Regions from separate parts of the Zea mays genome. Here region 2 is linked to region 1. A link is a contact called in public Hi-C data. All regions are on one chromosome and are shown on one strand. Each heading gives the region's core, a stretch centred on a gene start, on an enhancer-like site or on the middle of the called end of the contact. The rest is flanking DNA. Distances are from core to core; before and after follow the strand shown.

Region 1 (5,682 bases), core at 838-3,337:
AAAAGAATTTTGATTTGGGATAGAGAGAGTATTTTATTTTTGATGCATAAAAAAACCATATGCGCCATCGTCCTAATTACTAGGACAATAACAGAGTTGATCGGAGCGTGCAGCAACAGCCAATCCGCACTCAACATCACGTTGCGCCGGCGCAAGGCGTCAACCGGCACCGGCAGCACCAGCCACCTGCCGCCGCCGTCGTCCGTTGCGCAGCGAAAGAGATGGAACCTGGAAGCAGCGGCAGCCAGAACTGATGCATGCGTGGCGCGACGCCGGCCGGCCTTCCTCCTCGCGTTGTCAGGTGTCACCCTGACCCGGCCGGCCCGGCGCCGAAGTACTGCGCGCCCAGCTCGTATCTGTTGGAGGCGCCGCCGCCGCCGCCCTGCTCCGGAGCCGCCGGCGGCGCGGCGCCGTGCTGGTGCGCGCCATCGTAGACGACGCGGAGGGCCGCGCTGGGGTCGCGCGGGTGCCACTCCACCTTCTTCTTGGCGCCGCACAGCCTGTGCCGGCACCGGAAGTAGCTCCTGCGCCATTGGACCATACACACATGACACATGCATGGACCCACCCACACGCCACGCCCACCATCAGTTCTGTGTGCAATTTGCTCGCCCGGCCGGCCGGCATTATTTGCTGGTTGACCGTGATTAATAGAGCGAGGACTCTTCTTCGGTTGATTCTTCTTCTCGTGACGATAAGATCAAGCAGCAGAGCATTGCATGCACGGTGGGTGATCGATGGGCGTCACATCGACTCAATTAAAACGATTTGATGCACAGGATCGGAACGAACGAATAAGATGCGTGGACAGCTATATATATAGTCAAAGTTGCACTAACTACATGGAAATGGATCGAAGGGAGAAAGTACCTGATTTTCTGGATGTTCTTGATGAACTTCTGGCCGTACTTCTTCCACTCGTACCCGTCCTCGGGCACCACCATCAGCTGGCTGCCGTTGCCGGCCTCTGCCTCCGCCGCCGCCGTCTCCTCGTCGTCGTCCTCCTCCCTCCTTTGGTTTCTCTCTTCTCCTCCGCTCACTCTGCATGCATCACTACAGTTGTGGCTAGAAACGTTAGCTACGCATAAATCGTCGTCGTCGAGAACCTAACCTATCTGTTGGGTGCTTAATTACTTTATAATCCGCTTCGTCTACAGTGATGCAGAACTAGTAGTATATAGCAGCGTAAACTAGGCGGTTCATACTTAGATCTATTTATTTGCTCCAAGCAGCCAGGGATGATATTTGAGACGTATACATAGGAAAGTGAGTCTATATATAGTTCATATATAGTATTAGGCCACGCATACATATATCATGAACTTGAACGACATCTGTTTGTGGACGACAATATATATACATCTCCATGTTGCTGCATGAGAATTTGACAAAAAAAAAAAAAACAATAATAACGAACCATGCTGCATGAGAACCAAAGGTATGATAAGTTGTCAACCAATAATAAACCGAGTGTGGTCCCGTTTTAGGCAAACGCATCAAAACATCATAGAAAGAAGAATAAAACCATTCTTTTGATGATTGCCAACGAACGAGAGAGAGAGAGAGATGCATACATTGTGGCTGGCTGTGAGCTTGAATCGTCCATGGATGCCGGCCGGTGACCGTACGTCGTCGTCTACGTCCTGCGCCCTAACGCTGCTCCCATGTCATCGCAAAGCTCAAGGAATGAAACGTTGAGACTAGAGAGGGCCGGGAGAGCAGTGACGAGAAAGCTCTTTGGGTGGTATATTTATTATCAAGGCTTAGTCAACCGAATTGAACCTTCTTAGATGCGACGTCAACTTCTGTCAAGACGGGATGGCAGAACTTTTGGGTTTCACATGCTGTCCTACCCAACTTCGCCATGCACTTTTGATCGAACCAGAAAAACACTGTGATCTCATCATCTCCTTATACTCCTTACACTGTGATCTGTCAATAGTGCCTAAATCCACAATAGATCAAAATCCCTCTCAAAGCTCTCTCGAACCACTTCAATCCACCTCAGCTCAACCCAAGCAACTAGGTGTACGTGGAAATAAGATACACAACTAAGAACTTGTTCGGTTAATCCTGTTACCCATAAATTGGATGAGATTTTAAAAAAAAATTAAGAAGAAATTTAACTCGTTTGAGATTTAAACTCACTCGATCCACATGGATTGAGAGCTAACCGAACAAGGCCTAATATTTGCAACAAAAAGTTACAACTGGATATTAGTCCCTTTAGTCACTAACCGTCCGATTGGTTACCCGCATAATCTCATCATTAGCCGTATTCTAAGGATGGGCACGGATGCGTGGCTGACGTCACTTGTCTTACGTCAGTGACAGTTCCTCGTGTTGCGTGGTATTGTTCCAAGAAGCTGCTGCTGCCTCGTTTCCTTTTGCCTTTATTTTTTTGAGAGAACAGGAGAGGAGCCCTACTGAACCTTTTGCCTTTATTAGCCAGCGGTAAAAAAAAAGTAATTGCCCCAAAAGGAAAAAAACACTCCTATGGGGAACAGGAACTGTACAGACGAAATAAAAGCGTGGTACGTAAAAATAAACCGATCTTTTTTGTTGTATGAAAATAACATCGTCATCTGATAATGGTAATACATGCTGGGATGCCAATTAAAACTATTTGTCGCCCTGGCCTATATGCGCCCCTGCTGTGATGTGGCCCATGCATCGGCGTGCTCGTAATGTTCATGGGCACAATGGTCCGTTCCGATGCGACGACAGTGGCGCGCGGTGGTGGCTGAGGAGGATCTGGATGCGGATGAGAGACGCGCTGGGGATGAGCCAAGACTATACTCTGGTTTGAGGCATCGCCTAATTATTAAGAACGGATGCGCTGGGAAAAGAAAAGAAGCAGCGTGAGTAGTGTGATTGATTTCTAGAAATGTCATTTTCATTGGCGTGGGGGCTAGTTTGGAAAATTATAGATGTTAATTTAGAAAATCAAATCTCCTCTAAGATTAGAGGGGCCCAATCTCCCCTCGATCCTAGAGAGGATTTGGGTTTTCAAACTAACACTAGAAAATTAAATCCATTCTATGATTAGAGGGGATTAAAGATGCTAGTCTAAAAACTTAAATCTTCTTCGAAATTAAAGGAGCCTAATTTTTCTCAATCCTAAGGGATTGAAGATGCTAATTTGGAAACTCAAATGTCCTCCGAAACTAGAGGGGATTTGAATTTTTTTAGTAGTTTGTTTATATATGGGTGCCGGAGGAGGGAGGACTCTTTATTGGTCGATCTCTCTTCTGCCTGCCCATGTAGCACTGCCTACCTATACAAGGACGAGACGGAAGCTGACCTGGTGGATCTCTCCTTTCTGCTACGGGGGGCCGATTGACGTGCTCAAGTCTTTATGTATGGTAGGCAATAATCCTGCCATACATAGGGGTGAAAACGGGACGGGATTACCCGGCAGGTACCGGATATGGGTACTTAAAATACCCTGTTTTTCGGGTACCGGATACGGGTAATTTTGTATACGGGTCGGATATGGATACTACCTGGATATGTATCAGTCGGATATGTGTAGGATACAGGATAATCACTATCCGGCAAATACCCGAGAAGTACGGGTAGGATACGGGTACCCGGTTACGCTTCCGTTCCTGCGTGTGTTGTGCCTGTGCGTTGTTCCAGCGTGCGTTTCAATTTTCTAGTGCCTGCTCGTTTTAATTTTGAAGTCTAGTCGGCCCACCACATGCAAACTAAACAGGCCCAGTCAGCCAGCCAGCCCCGGCCAGCCCATCCGACCATCTGTTCGTCGTTCAGACTTCAGACGACCACGCGACCAGCCGACCACGGACTCACACGGAGACAGGCGCCGCACCCGCACGGCCGTAGCTAGCCCTAGCCGCCAGGCACCAGCGGCCAGGCGGAGGCCCGAACGAGGACGACTGGACTGCCGAGCATCTCTTATTTTGTTTAGTCAGGTGTTTATGTCACTGAGATGGAGGATGTAAATCAGTTTTCATGTAACTGAGAATCTCTTATTTTATTTAGGAATTGACAGCACCATAGATGTAAATCATATCAAGATGTAAATCATATCACCTGTGTGAAATATCTACTATTTGTTATATACCTGTGGACTTGTGGAGTATGCCTAAAAGAGGGGATATGCTGCTGATTTTTTTTGAAATTGTGTTTTTAGTTCTATAATGAACTTGTGGTTAGTAACTTGAATTGTATGTGTCTATTTTGTCAATATTTGGCTTTTTCATCAGGACGGACTATCCGACTAATATCCGTTATCTATCCGGGTAATATCCGATATCCGTTTCTTACCCACTCTATTTATTACCCGATCTCATCCTGTATCCGTCCCGGATTTTAACTATCCGTATCCGATCCTGTATCCGAGAAAATTGTATTAGGATAGGATATGAGATGACCTAGTATCCGTCCCGTTTTCACCCCTAGCCATACATTCGGAGACAGCTGAAGCTGTTAGCTCATTTTCCGACCACAACCGAGTCTTGCTGCTGCTGCTGGATCGCCTCTCGCTTGACTAGCAGTAGTATGGCAATGAGTACCCGCGATTCGATACCTGATGGATATTTACTCCATTAGGGTATATATGTGGGCTAAATATTCTACCCGTGGGTCTGTTATTGGACAAAAATCTTCACCCAATGGGTAGGCAGGTATTAAAACGTTCCGTCTGCACCCATACCCGTTGACCCGTGGGTATAAAATAACCAATATAAACTTAGCCCAAACATGAACTTGGACTTTAGTCATCCATCTTTTTTACTATTTAACAACCTTTTAAACCATAATGTCATAGAAGGCTTAACGGCAATTAATGACCATTTGTAATGATGCTAGAAAATTTTGTAATGGTATTTATATGGATATACTTGATATTTGTATAGTATAATATTTTGATAGATTTTTAATTTTTGTGGGTACGGATGACCCGATGGGTGACCCATACCCACTTAGGTATGGGTATGGAGGTAAATTCATACCCACCAGTATATATGGGTGATCCGGTAGATTATTTTTGTGTCGTGGGTATGAGTATGGGGTAGTAATACCCGGTGGGTATTTACCTATTGTCATCTCTAAGTAGTAGTACGTGTCCCTCTCCTTGTAGTAAAGAATGCGATGAGAACAGTTGCAGGGTGATTAATGCGCACAAAGATTTTTGACCAGTCGGCCTTTCATTCACTTCTCCGGCCCAGCAAGGCGAAGGCAATCGTTATGCCATTGCCAGCCAGCAGCGGAAAGGGCAGTTGCCTCCTTTCTTCGGAGAATCGGAGTTGTTTGCCGCCGCCTCCACCTCTCCACCTCCAGCATATTATATTCTTTCTGGCTCTGCCACCGGAGTACAATGGAGGCTCGCGTTCATCTTCAACCCCCCCCCCCCCCCCCCCCCCCCCCCCCCCCCCCCCCGGGATCGGCCACAGCACGCCGGCGGTGGTGAAGTCTTTTCTTTGAACTGAAAATTAAAGCAACCACTTTTGGGCAGGCAGATTTGCTTTCACGTTTAGTTTATATATACCAACAGCAGTGACACCACGGTGTGTATATACATAATAACAGCCGCATACTAAAGTTAGAGTTTTTTTTCATGTGTGTGTGTGGTTCTCCATGACATAATGTTTATTTATTTTCTTTTTTATGTTGGTCGTCTTGCGATCCACATAATCTTTTTGGCAAAAAAAAACACCA
Region 2 (5,899 bases), core at 276-2,775, 260 kb before region 1:
TATTCGACCTAGTGATAGTTAGAAAGAGTTGGCCAATACAGAATCTCATGCGCCTCTCATTGATGAACCCCTTTTTCCTTTATCATCTACTGGTGGTTGATTGATTGAGCGCCGGTCTCACTCATTCTTTATGAGCGGAAGCCATGCACCTATCACCTATAACTAGAGAAGTACTATAGCGCACCTGGAGAAGTACTATACGACACGGCACCTTTGGCGAGGACTCAACTCAACAGAGAATGATTTGACAAACCGAGCGCGAGGAACTGGGCCTCATGGTTGCAGCACTCGACCTCGTGCTCCATGGAGGAGAGCACCTTCTTGCCCTGCTGCACGATCCATTGGTTGAGGAGGCGTGACTCCCGCCTTCGACTGCGCACCGCCGATGTCTTGGCCTCGCACGTCGGACTAATGGTTTGTGATGTCTACCCTTGTCGTAGCGGGGCAGGAGGAGGAAGGATGGGGAGAAGCAGTCGTCCATGTGGTCGCAGAGGGGAGGGAGCCAAAATGAGGAGGCTTGGACCACATGTTGATTAAAAAAAGTTTTTTAGAGTGTTGACATACAGTGACAGTGAAAACTAGTGCTTTAGGCTATGGCCAACAAATTGTGCATGGTCGTGCAAAACACTGTTTTGCACTATAGACCGTAGTGTTTACAAAGTGAAATTTAAAAGAAGAGATGATGAAATAGCTGCCGGAGATAGACTTACAATAGAGAAGAGGAGAGAAGTGCGAGTGGAAGCTTTGCGGTAGCGGTTGACTAGCAAAAGTGCTCGTATGTTGCTGCAATTTCTATTTATGTTTAAGAATATAAAACACAAAGAGATATGTGTTTTGTTGGCTAGGTGAGTGTGAATATAGGTTTGAAATCAACAAACATGGTTCAAATCCTCATTTATGCATAATTTTAGTATTTAAATGTGAGATAGAACAATGGCAGTGGAATCGTGGAACCATAAAAACTAATATTTTAATATAGTAGAGATAGAGATGAAGACAGAGATTGTCGTGGATGATTGCAGGATCGGCTGGCCACTCAAATTCCAGTTCAAGTTCTTATTAGGGGACCAGGTGAGAAGTACCCCCTATGTCCCAAAATATTCGTTTTAGATTAATCACATATTCATTAAATAACATATGTATGTAATTTTCATATTTTTTAAATTTATTATCATTTGAATGAATGTGGATGAAAAAATAGGCTAGAAAGAACTATATTTTAGAACGGAGAGAGTAATAACAACGCGCAAAAAGTACAGTTTATACCTAATAAGAAAAAACATGCCGTTCAAATCAACTGGTTAGTGGCAACCAAACCTTTTTTCGCAAATAAAATCGGGAAAAAAAGTACGAAGCCCTATTTTGGGCCTTTTTGATCACCATCCGATGATCCATTCCACCCAGCTGCCGTCAAAGTACAGGCAATCGCGGTGGGCCACGGAACAAACCCAAGCAGCGCGCGGCCCCACTCGCATCCGGTCCCGGCGGCCGGCGCAAAAGCAAACAAACCCTAGCGAGCCGGACACGGACCCTCCCGCTGATCCGGTGCGCCCGGTCAAACCCCAGAACGCCCCTTCGTCCAGTCACGCTCCCCCAACCCCTCTCCGCGGTCCGCCCCCCTCTCACCCCACCCATCGTCCCTCGCCTCCTCCCGTCCCGCACCTCGCCGGAGCACCGCCCCCCTCGCCGGAGCACCGCCCCCGCCTCCCTCGCGCATCCCCCTTTTTACCATCTCCTCCGCCTATCTCTGCTCCCCTTATCCATCCTCGAGCTCGCCCGCCGCGTGGATCGCCTCGACCCATTTTACTTTTTTTTTGTACCTCCCCGCCCGAGCGTTAGCTGGTGGGCGGATGTACGTGTCTTGGCTGGAGATGGAGATGCCACTGGCTTGACGGATTGATCTCGGGGAGCTGCCTTTAGTGACCGGCCGCCCTCGGCCTCGCCGCGGCGGCCATGGACACGGAGAGGGGGGCGGGCAGCGAGCAGGGGTCGCCCGACAGCGAAATGGGAGACGGCGACAACGACAGCGTCGGTTACGGCGCAGAGATGGAGGTGGACGCCGGGAGCGGCTCGGCCGGGGCCTCGGCTCCGGCGAGCTCGGCGTCCGCATCGGCCTCGGTCTCCGCGTCAGCGTACGCCGCGCGCGCCGGCGCCTACGACGGGGTCGACCCTTTCGAGGGCATGGAGTTCGACGACGAGGAGGAGGCCTGGACGTTCTACAACGTCTACGCCCACCGCGTGGGCTTCAGCACCCGGATTAGCGTCATGCACAGGTCGCGACGGAACGGCTCCGTCATGTCCCGCCAGTTCGTCTGCGCCAAGGAGGGATTCCGCACCTACCGCGGGAAGAATGAGGTTTCACGTGGTGATGCCGTAGACGCTGGCGACGACGATAGTGGGAGGGGTCGGCGGACGCGGGCTGTCACCAGGGTTGGCTGCAAGGCCATGATCCGGGTGAAGAAGCAGGACAATGGCCGCTGGAGTGTGACCAAGCTGGAGACTGCACATAACCACCCCCTGGTCCCTGCGAACCAGGCACACTGTCTGCGCCCGCACAAGCCACTGTCAGAGTGTGGAAAGCAGCGGCCTTTTGGGGGCCATCGAAATGGCAGTTTGCCTCTGGCAATTGAGCCACCGCCACCTCCTCTTACACCGCCTGTTCCTCATACAAGCATAGCTCAAGTGGTTCCTGAGTATGTTTCGGATGGTATCGGGCATGACACTAGAGTAATTTTGGATTATGTCAAGCGCATGCAAGCTGAAGATCCAGCGTTCTTTTATGCCATGCAATTTGTTGAGGGGCGTCCAGTGGGGAATGTGTTTTGGGCCGATTCGAGGGCTAGGACGGCATACAAAGATTTTGGAGATGCCATCATCTTGGATGACTACTGCAAAAGGAGCAAGCATGAACTTCTACTTGTTGCTTTTACTGGAGTTAATCACCATTGCCAGCCAGTCCTATTTGGTTGTGCCATCATGGCACATAACAATGAGACATCATTTGTTTGGTTGTTTGAGACATTCCTCTTAGCAATGTCTGGACAGCACCCTACCTCTCTTACCATGGAGCATGATAATGCTTTAAAGTCAGCTGCTTTGAAAGTATTTCCTCTAACTAGGCTCCAGTTCTGTAAGTGGCACATCATGAACGAAGCACAAGATAAGCTGTCATATCTCCTAGATGTGTTTCCATCCTTCCATGAGGACTTTATCAATTGCATCAACATGTCTGAAACAATCAATGAGTTTGAAGCAAGTTGGAAGGCATTAATTTCTAAGGTCAGCTCTCAAAAAAGTGAATGGATTGACTTGATGTACAGCTGCCGCCATCAGTGGGTCCCCGTATATCTGAGAGATACATTCTTTGGGGATGTGTCATTAAAGCTGCAATGTTCAAGCAGGAGTTCGTTGTTTGAAGGTTATATCAGTGCCAAAACTGATTCACAGTCATTCATTCAGCAGTACGAAAAAGCTTTAGACTGTTGTTACGAGAAAGAGGTGAAGGAAGAATTTGAAACAAAATATTCACTTCCTGATATGAAGACATCATCTCCTATAGAAAAGCAAGGAGCGGAGTTATATACAAGGTCAATGTTTTTGAAATTCCAACAGGAATTGGTTGGTGCCTCTGTTTACACTGCTGACATGGTGAAAGAGGAGGGCGATGCTTCAATTTATACAGTGACCAGATCTGAAGGAAGTGAGAAGTCTGTAACAGTTCAGTTCAGTTCTTCTGGAAGTTCGGCGACATGTAGCTGTCATATGTTTGAATATTTTGGTATTGTCTGCAGGCACATACTTACCGTGTTTGGCATAAGAGGTGTCTCTGCACTCCCTTCTCATTACTTTGTAAAAAGATGGACAAAGAATGCACTGGATAGAAGCTCAGGCAAGAATGTTGACGAAGTTAGCAGAGTTGCGGAGCCCAAGGAGGAGCAAAGAAGTAGCGCTGAAGATGATGAGCAGTCCCCGACATGGCGTTACAACAGTTTGTGTCGTGAAGCACTAAGGTATGCTGAGGAGGGGGCATCATCATTAGAGGTTTATATTGTGGCAATGCAAGCTCTTCAAGAGGCTGCTAACAGGGTTAATATGGCCAAGAGAGGTATTGGACAGGTAGCACCATTAGCGGTGATGCCAATTGCAGCACAACCACCAGAAAGTTTTGCAAGAAATCAGGAGATTAGTTCTAATAAGCAAAAGAAGAGAAAAAGGAATTCAAATAGCTCAAGGGAGAATGTCACACCAAATCAACTTATGTATGTGCAACAACCTGTTAATTTTCTTTTTGTTGCTCCTGGTCCATCAAGTGCTTTACAAGGGCCTAGTCAGCTAGTTGCTGCTGCTCCTGTTTCTTTGAATAGCAAATATGGACAAACATCTGGTGCAAATAATTCAGTTGATGACAATATACCTCCTGCTTCTGTAGTTGATAAGTTTTCTGGGTTACCTGTCCGAAATGCATCAGCTCCTTCAATTGGAAATCTGCAAGGTGGAGAAACAAAATCCATAGGGACTGATTCACAAATAAAAGAGGTAGTTTACTTTAGCTATGCTGACAACCTGAAGTTATCACTCTGCATTTTTTTTCAAATGTTCTATTTTTGCCAGTTCTTGTAGAATTGACAAGGGAAAAGATACCGTTGTTTTAACTATAGTTGAATTAGTAAAGTACACACTTCTTTTACAAGTTGTTTAGGGTAAATTCTCATTCATTTATAAGTTATCATGCTCTATATCATCAACAGGGAATCTAACCATGTGACTCTTGCCCTTCCTCATTCAATACATACTGTATTGTATCTGTCCATTGATCACTTGTTCATTGGTCACTTACTCACTTAGGTAAAATGGTAGGACACTTAGGTTTTCTGGGTGTCATACTGGATAAACAAGAACTACAATAGGGGATTAGGTTTATTGTATTGCATATATTCTTTAATATGTGCCTATAAGTCTAAGATGGAAGGACATTATGTCATATGAAGGTTCTCATAATTTCTCTACACTTGCATGTGAACATGGAGTAGATATACTATAAGGTTAAAGAAATGTATACAGAGGGATTCGTTTGTTAGAAAAATAATATCTTTACTATATTTAAGCGTGAGTTTCTTCGTGCGTCGCCTCCTCTAGAGGGTGCAACAAGCAAACAAGTTTTCCCTCCTGCACGGAATATCCAAAAAATGGGGTGTAGAGGATTTGAACCCTGCTCGCTTGGTATAAAGCGCTTGGCTTTTTCCACTGCAACTCATGTCTGTTTGTGGTATATAAAGGAGAGATGCTGTAAATATATACATGTACTAATAATTTTAAAACAAAATATAATCATGTTTGAATAAATATCTCATTTAAGCAAGATCTACCTTTATGATATATAGAAACCATAGCCATAGCAATGTACGGGTAACTAGCTAGTATTGTTCTTATGTATTATTTGCTTATTGTATACTTTCTAATAGGATTATTATTCTAGATACATCCAATTCAACCTTTTATTTTAGATTTGCATTGTGTTCAATTAGCGTTGTTTTAAGAGCAGCAGGAGCAGAACTAGGTGCTTTTGTAAATTCATTGCACTATAAATTCTTATTTTTGATGCGATGTATAAAAGACAACACTGATTCAGTTTTACCATCAATGGAACATTTGACAATAAATGACATTATTCTTCTATCTGTTCCGTTTTCCTTCTACTCCAAAATGAACAACCTATAGTCTTTGTTCACTGAGGCACAATGCTTGATTAGATAGTGCTTTGCCTGACTTGTTTTGTTCCTTTTACTTCCAAGTAAATACCATGTAGGTAATTTATAGTACTGTGGATAGTCAGGTGGGAGATAATCAAGGGTTCATATCATTTTTTTCCAATTATGCAATACCAAACATGAAATAGTTT

The links. Hi-C and Micro-C count contacts between places; a contact is called where the count stands out from the background.
Region 2: a contact with region 1 is called in a Hi-C map of ear, with 3 times the contacts expected there. The contact joins the promoter of LOC103626030 here to the promoter of LOC103626027 in region 1. A contact is called at or near these places in 7 of 25 Hi-C or Micro-C datasets (bundle sheath, ear, endosperm and 3 more).

The regions. Positions count from the first base shown.
Region 1 is chr5:16,023,831-16,029,512 of Zm-B73-REFERENCE-NAM-5.0, reverse strand. LOC103626027 (probable WRKY transcription factor 2) reads right to left here and starts at 2,087. Exons shown (of 3, transcript XM_008646410.2): 1 at 1,575-2,087; 2 at 871-1,053; 3 at 1-524. The coding sequence starts at 1,606. The coding sequence ends at 305.
Region 2 is chr5:16,280,358-16,286,256 of Zm-B73-REFERENCE-NAM-5.0, reverse strand. It overlaps LOC103626030 (protein FAR1-RELATED SEQUENCE 5), which reads left to right and starts at 1,525. Exons shown (of 3, transcript XM_008646415.3): 1 at 1,525-4,536. The coding sequence starts at 1,954.